2 separate regions of the Mus musculus genome follow, and region 2 is linked to region 1. Evidence: chromatin contacts called from public Micro-C data. All regions are on one chromosome and are shown on one strand. The core of a region is the stretch at or near the end of the contact, and the rest is flanking DNA. Distances in the headings are between cores, read along the strand shown. Region 1 overlaps Gm31829 (a long non-coding RNA gene). Region 2 has its middle 37 kb from the start of Tcl1.

The links. Hi-C and Micro-C count contacts between places; a contact is called where the count stands out from the background.
Region 2: a Micro-C map of embryonic stem cells shows a contact between it and region 1, with 2.0 times the contacts expected there. The contact joins two enhancer-like sites. A contact is called at or near these places in 1 of 15 datasets of contacts at CTCF or cohesin (embryonic stem cells), 18 of 484 Hi-C or Micro-C datasets (LSK cells, cerebellar granule neurons, cerebellum and 7 more) and 4 of 115 datasets of contacts at active chromatin or transcription factors (embryonic stem cells and stem cell-derived neural progenitor cells).

The regions. Positions count from the first base shown.
Region 1 is chr12:105,061,124-105,065,006 of GRCm38.p6, forward strand. The region is part of intron 2 of Gm31829 (a long non-coding RNA gene); the gene reads right to left. Among named protein-coding and RNA genes, the nearest start is that of Gm31884, 15 kb to the left of the region's middle. Within about 2 kb of position 1,913, at least 8 of the 459 cell types and tissues checked have an H3K27ac peak or open chromatin away from gene starts, as enhancers often do. A contact at or near this core is called in embryonic stem cells, where this site is marked.
Region 2 is chr12:105,257,392-105,261,274 of GRCm38.p6, forward strand. No RefSeq gene overlaps it. Among named protein-coding and RNA genes, the nearest start is that of Tcl1, 37 kb to the left of the region's middle. Within about 2 kb of position 1,705, at least 11 of the 459 cell types and tissues checked have an H3K27ac peak or open chromatin away from gene starts, as enhancers often do. A contact at or near this core is called in embryonic stem cells, where this site is marked.

The DNA.
Region 1 (3,883 bases), core at 663-3,162:
AAGTTTCTCTGCAGGCTCTGGGGAGTTCACCCTTACTCCCAGGGCCATGACTATCACAAGCATTCCCAAGAATAATCTTTTGTAAACGGCAGTCAAAGCATCTCCATTTTTCCCTCTGCACATTTACTTCCTTCTAGCCTTTTGCTCCAGGGGACCCAGAAGGCTTAGTGCCCAAGGCAGAGAGGCAGAGGAAGCCCTGGCTTTGAAAGCTTAGAGGAGTTTGTGAGGATTGAGACTCCTCTGTCTATTTCCTTAACAAATCATGGCTAAAAGCCTGGAGGCTCCTAAGTATCCTGGTGGGCAGTGCGGGAGAGGACAGGCCACCAGGGTGATGGGGGTCAGGGAGTGGGAATCTGAGAAGGAAAAGAGAGAAAGCATCAGGGTCTGAGAACTGGAGAAAGGAGGAAGGCCAAGAGGTCCATCAGGGACCTCACTCCTATGTTCTGAGTTTTCTTCTGCCGCCAAGGTTGGCAGAGGGCAGTAGGGGTTCAAGGCTATTAAGAAAGCAAATATGGCTGTTGAGTCTTCCCTTGGAGCCTCTGGGAGGCCCAGCCAAGGAGACCTTGGATGTTAGCTTTCTCTGGAGTAGTGTAGAGATGGCACGAACTCCACCATCCTTGTCCTGGGCAGGATGAAGTCACCTATTGGGACGCACATGGCAGCCAGGGGCAGCCAAATGCAAGGACATGAATTAGACCGCTGGTCCCTTGTCTATCGGGCATTTTGTTTCAGCAGCACATAGCAGCATGTTCCCAAGGTGTCGCCACCTCAGGAACCAGAACAGCTAGGGAGCCGTCTCCTCTGTTCTTATCATCTGCCAGCCACTACCAGGGGCTCTCTGAGGAGTCTTCAGTGGTCTTTGCCACTAACCACCCCTGTCACTCCATGTGACCTTGACGATGTGAACACGGTCCTTCCGGGATGGAGGCTAGACAGGAACTCCCCAGAACTTAACTAACTCCTACTTGTGGTCCCGAATAGAACTTTAAAGACCATTTTTATCTGGCCATGGTGGTATAGCCCTGTAATTTCAACATCCAGGAAGTGGAGGCAGGAGGATTATGAGTTACAAAAATAGCTTAATGTATATATAGAGAAATCATGTCTCAGAAACAAACAAACAAAACCAAAAATCCTCTTGAACGTGTAGACTTGCTGGAGGTTAAAGGACAGAGAACTGGAATGTCCAGAAAGCCTGTTCCTTGGGCTGTGTTCAGGCCTAGTCATTTTCAAGTGTGAGGACATAAGTTTGGACCTCCCCCGCCCCAACCCATGTAAAAGCCAGGCACAGCCCCATGCCTTTGATCCCATCCTTTTCTGCCAGGCTCTTGTCTGGTTCTTCCGGGCCCAGAGCTGTTTCTTCCTGCACAGAGTCCCTCACTAGCTTCTGGAGACTGGCCTCCAGCAGATGCTCTAGCCCCACCCACAAAATGGAATTTGTCTCTCAACCCCCAGGAACCCATTTATAGTTCCCAAGTCTAGGAATTTGATCAACCCCAATTTTATACACTGGGTAATTTAAAATCAGATTGAACAAAAAGTTACTTTTCTGCCATGACAGGGGCGACTCTGCTCAGAGCCTGAGTTAGGCCAAGGCCAGAGCTATGAACTTGATCTGAAGCATCTATACCTGTTTTTGGCTCTTAGGTACCCTGGGAACAGGGGACAGTCCATGTTAGATTCCAGCCAACAAGCTCAGGTGTGGCTTCACTCCAGAGGAACAAGGACAGTGTCCCATGGACAAGGCCTGCCCTATTCTAGAATGCAAACTCCTCTTTAGAACTTTAAGGCTCCCAACCACCCCTGGTGGCTTCATGTACTCCAAGCTGGTGCCAAGTTTCCTACACACTTGGGAGTGATCTTGAATTTCTAATCTTGCTTCAACCTCCCTAGGACTGGGATTTCAGGGTGTGCCACCACACCCAGCGATGGGGATAGAACAGGCTAGCCAGGCACTACCAGCAGAGCTGTATCTCCGACCCTACTTTCAAATTTTGAAACGCTAGGAATTCCCTCAGTAGAAACTTTTCAGAACCAGCTGACCCAGCACCGCTTTGCATCTATGGGGTAGCGGGCGTGTCAGGCCTGTGCAGGGACCGTCGAGGACCCCAGTGGATCTGGTTTTGTTCTGGCATGGTCTGCCGCTTGGCGCTTTCTGATCTTTCTCATCGATGCTTCCAGCTCATCTACTCCTGTCTCATCAGTGCTAGTTTACAGATCACACAGCCCCAGAACACAGACGCCTTGAGTCACAGATTGTTTCCTTTGTCTTCTCTCTGCCTTTTCTCATTTCCCACCTACCCCAAAGGGTTTTACAATTCCATTGTGGCAAGTGGGTGGGTAAGTGAAGGGGCGAGCGCGCATGCGCGCACGCACCGGCTAACCTACCGTCCAATCTCAAGGGTCACTTGTGTGCTGGGCTGCAGGATTGATTCCAGGGTACACGAGTAAACAGGTCATGCTCACCTTGCAGAGAGCTATACCCCCATTTTCTCTGAGGTGGAGGACAAGGTCTAGCTTCTGCTACCCCAGCTAAGGTCATTGGGATGGAATCGGGACCCATTAGCATTCCGCCCAGAATCTGCAGCGGGGAAGCTGGCTGCAGGGCATTTAAAATGTGTTGCAGGCAGGACTCGCTGGCCTCCCTCCTGAGGCAATCTAAATGTTAGTAGATTGAAATCCTCAACCACTCCAGTCTGCTAACAAGAGGAGTAAATCACCTTTGAGAAACCAATTATACCGCTGTAATAGCATCCTGCTCACGCGGCTGTATGCCAAATAAACCCCAATGCAGCCCCACAGGGCTCACACCATCCACTCTGATGTCAATCACACAAGTCACAGCGCCCCCAACAGGCAGAGCCGGGTTCAGGCTCCAGACAGGCGGCTGAGTAAGAAGCCGGGCAGGATTGTGCAATCTTAATGGTTCTGCTCTTTTTCACACACTGCCCTCGTCCATCCAGATTACCCGCCTCTGTGTGTGTGTGTGTGTGTGTGTGTGTGTGTGTGTGTGTGTGTGTGTGTATACACTGTAGTCTTCCCGATTGGTACAATCCTGGTCCCATTGCCTCTCTGATGGCTCCAACGGACCTGTGTGGTCTGGTCACAGGGCCTTTTTAGAAACAATAATTTTTATTTCATTTTACATAAGTATGGGTGTTTTTCTTGCATGTGTGCCTGGCGGCTGGAGCGGGTGTCGCATCCCCTGGAACTGGGGTTACAGATACTTCTGTGTAACAGAAGCTAACATAACAGATGCTATGTGGGTGCTGGAAGTTGATCTCAGATCTTCTGGAAGAGCAAGGCTCTTAACTGCAGAGGCAGACATCTTTCTAGCTGTCTCCATCTCTGCTCCAGGTGATATTTAAGCTTGTTGTAGATAGCCTTATTTTCACACACACTTTCCCCCAGGGGCAGGAAAGCTCTACCCAGCCTCCCTGACTGTTTATTCACTCCCGAAGGGAGAGAGAAAGCAGCTTCAGGGATTGGTCAATGCCCCCCAACCCAAGGCTGTGCAGTCAGCAATCTCCTCCTGCCTGTCTGGAGCCACAGGGTCCTGTCTCTGTCCTCTGCCATGCAAGTGTCAAGCACTGGACAGCACTGTGACTTCTGAAGAAAGTGTGCATGCCACAGCAGCTGCGCTTTTGAGACTTGTCCTTTGCAAAGCTGTCTCCCTTCCTTAGCTCCTTAATACTGTTGTGATCCACAACCCCGGAGCATCTTGTGACCCTCACAAAGCAGCGTCAGAATGTGTGGTGACCACCCTTAGTCCTCAGTCTGTGCAATGACCAACACAAATGACATCAACTTCCGTGAAGTCTAACTTGGTGAAAAGTGACACCTTTCTCCTGTTTGCCTGACCTCTTGTGGCAGAGTTGCCCCT
Region 2 (3,883 bases), core at 455-2,954, 200 kb after region 1:
AGTCTCCTTGAAAGGGATGAAGAGCAGAAAATATTTCTTCATGAATCTTTTTCCTTGGCAATGTTAGGGGAACGCGGTTCCCTACAGAACAGCTCTATTTTCTGGAGGTAGCCCAAACCACGATCTCTCTGAAAAACCAGGACCAGGTATCTGTCTCAGGTGCTGTGTCAGAATTGTCCCAGCAGAATACCTGTCAGGCTGAGTGAGTGGCACTCACAGGATCACCTCCTGTGCAGTCTCTGAACTGGAGTGTAGATTGACAAAGACACCCTGACAGACATCCCAAAGAGGAGAGTGACGGGTTGGCAGCTCTACACTGTTATTTTTAGATCCCCAGCCTTCTGGGGACCTTTATTTTTCCCCCCTCTGTGCTGGTGGTGTGATTCTAATAACCTTCAGCCACTCTGAAGGACAAAGTCTTTCTCTAGTTGCTGAAAATAGGATTTTGCATCCAAAGGGACCCTAAAAGCCACTTTCCCCTCCTTCAGGTATACCAGGTATTGTGGGACTTCTCCATGGGAGAAAGATATGAGCAAACCTCTCTTTACCCCAGACAGGACACTAATGACAGACTGAAGAAACTGTTCCACCTGTGTCTATCTTAGCAAATAATAAGTTCATAGAGGCTACTTATAGGAGCATGGATAGCTCAGAGGCGGCTGAATCATGACAAAAGCCCCTTCCAGCATAGGCAGTGACTCAGAAAAGCCCTATCTCTAGAGCTTACTGTAGGACTTGAAGGAGCTAAGTGGGAGAGACTTCTCTCACAACAATTGCTACTGTTTATACCACCTTGGGGAGGGCCTTTGTGGATCTTGAAAGTTTCAGGAGCTTCCTGGGTCTTGTAAGTTTTATGTACTTCCTGAATCTAATACAATGTTTCAAGTCAGAGGAAACCGAAAATCAAAGCTACAAAGTAATTAAGAAAACTGAAGCTCAGAAAGATCGAATGCAGCCCTGCTCTCAACTCTACCTGTGTTTTGTGAGGTTGGCAAAGTGCTCTTTAAAGATTCAACAGTGGGTTGGGGAGATAGCAGTGGGAGTAAATTGTCTGTTGTGCAAACATGAAATCCCTGTTTGGATTCCCAACATCCACAAACCTCAGCCAGGTAGGAAAGAATGTCTCTGTAACTCTGGTGCTGGGGGTCGGAGATGATCTATCTCAGGGCTCACTGACCAGCCAGTCTAGCAAAACAGAAACCGTCTCAAAGAATAAAATGGACAATAATTGAGGAAAACGCCCAATTTTTGAACTCTGGCTTAACAAACACATACACACTTACTCAGAGACACACACAGACACAACAACACACATCGCGACTTGCATGGGACAGGTTCAGTGGGTGACTCTCTCGCTTAGTGCCCGATAAAGATTCTGATGAGTCTGCTGTGGAGTTATTTATACCTTTTACTACCTTGGTAGACCTGCACTTCAGTCTTCAAAATGAAGAAGCCATTTTTTCCCAGTCCAAATGGGGGCCTGTCATACTGCTACAGTCGTGCTAGGAGCTACTGGGAAGCTTCAAAGCAGAGAGTTAAGTAGGGCATACAAAAGCCACACACCACTTATTTATCGATCTCTGGATAGAGCGCCCTCTGTTGGTCACGACTGGTATTGCACGGAGCCATCTGTTTATGTTATCACGTGTTTGTCCTACGAAATAGATGTGTGAGCTCTACTGTCCTAAGCACGGTTCCAAAGGTGGGCTAAACGGTGAGTAAGGAAATCACAGCTCCCCACTGACATGTTGACAGATGAGTGGCAAAACAAGTGTTCCAGAAGTGGTGGCTGCCCCGTTAGGTGGAAATCCTGGTCACCAAAGAAGAGTTTGTCTGGAGACCTCTCAGCAGAGCTGGTACTGGGGTTGGGGAGGAGAGAAATGGAGTCTGCCCGTCTCATCTACTATCCTCTGGGTAGCTATTGAAACTAAACATTGCTGTAGCTCCAGGGAATGGAATGAAGCTCTTCGGAGTCTAGTGGGGGAAGGGCAGAGCCCCCCAGAGCACCTATAGCAGCAACAGCAAGGAATGACAGTGACCAGGCATTTTGTTGCTAAGTTTATATCAACCGTATGTTTAGAGGGACACCTGCATGATTCAGATGTAAATGTAGAGCAGTTGAACCTCTGGCCGAGCCACTCCTTCCCTCCCCCTCTCCCCTCCCCTCTTCTCTCTCCCCTCCCCTCCCCTCTCTCCCCTCTCTCCCCTCTCTCCCCTCCCCTCTCTCCCCTCCCCTCCCCTCCCCTCCCCTCCCCTCCCCTCCCCTCCTTCCCTCCCCTTCCCCCCCCTCCCCGCCCCTTCCTCCTCCACATTTCTGTTGTTTCAATTTCCTAGTTTATATGAATAGAGAGGCAATAGAGTCCTTTTGGGTCCTTTTGGCGCGTGCCAAGGAGCGGGATTGTTGGGTCATGTGGCAGATGCACCTTGAGCTTTTTGGGGATACTCCACAGCGATTTCCACGTTGGCAATAGAAGTTTGGGAGGCCATCAGAAGGGGTACGTATTCCTCTTTCCTCACATCCTTGATGTCAGTCATTCTGACAGGGGTGAGGGAGATCTCCAAGTAGTTTCAATGTGCCTTTTCCTGATTGCTAAGGACCTTGAGCAATTTTTGAGATATTTCTTAGCCATTTTTGCTTCTTCTTTTGAGAACTCTATGTTCGGGACTATACTCTTTTTTTTTTTTTAAGCTTTCTCATCTGTTTTCTTTATTGTTTTTTTTTTTCTTAAATCTTTTAAAAAGATTTACTTATTTATTTTATGTATATGAGTGCTCAATCCCATGTACACCTACATTCAAGAAGAGGGCATCAGATCCCATTAGAGATGGTTGTGAGACACCGTGCAGTTGCTGGGAATTGCTCTGAACCTCTGAGCCATCTCTCCAGCCCTTGATTGTGTTTCTAGCCCTTTACATGTTCTGAATATTAATCCTCTATGAGATGTGTAGTTGGCAAAGATCCTCTTCTGGCCTTTGGGTTTCCTTGGTTGATGGCTTCCTCTGCAGACAGAAGCGTTTACATTTTATAAGGTCCCATTTGTCACATGATGGCCTTAGTTCCAGGCAAATGGAAGCCTCCTCAGAAACCCCTTCCCTTATTCATATCCTGTGTTTTCTTTTACTAGTTTCTTCTACAATCCAGGGTTCACAGTGAGGTCTTTGACCCACTTGGAGTTGGTTTTGTTTTTTGCGCGGGGGTGGGGGGGCAGCGTTGGGGACAGGATGACAGATGTTGGCATCATTTCATTTTCTACCTGTGGACACCAGCTTTCCCAGTGCTGTTTGCTGAAGGAACACACCCTCCCTACCCAGCTAAGCACTCCCTGCTGCATGGTGTTCACCCATGCCCTGAGCTCTGGGGCTACAAATGAGGGGCTCAAGACTCAGAGAGGTCATGGGCCTTGCACTGGTATTTTGTCAAGAATGGGAGAGCCAGTCTACAATGAATGGTCAGAAAAGAGAGCTTGGTACAGAAACACAAGGAGTGAGCACAAAAGGTTCCCTTGAGACCTAGTAAGGATGGCTGACACACACGGAATGGTTAATGTGCTGGCCCCGACAGGATCATCTTGATTTCACAATGTGATCTCGTGAGGTAGGTGGTGGAAAGATGATGGTCCATTTGCCTGGTGACTGGTCATTAAGCCAATTGAATTCACCAATCTTGTTTGTGTGGGAGGATGAGGGCTGTGGAAATCTAAGGAAGTGCCCCACTCCTGATCATTACCGAAGAATGGAGAATTTGATGTCTTGCAACATCAAAGGAGGTAAATTAGGCCAACCAGATAGTGTATAAAAAGCAAATCCTTCCTCCCAGCTCCAGTAAAGCAACACAGCCCTTGGGCCCCTTGATCTCAACTGCACATGAGATCCAAGCCCAACA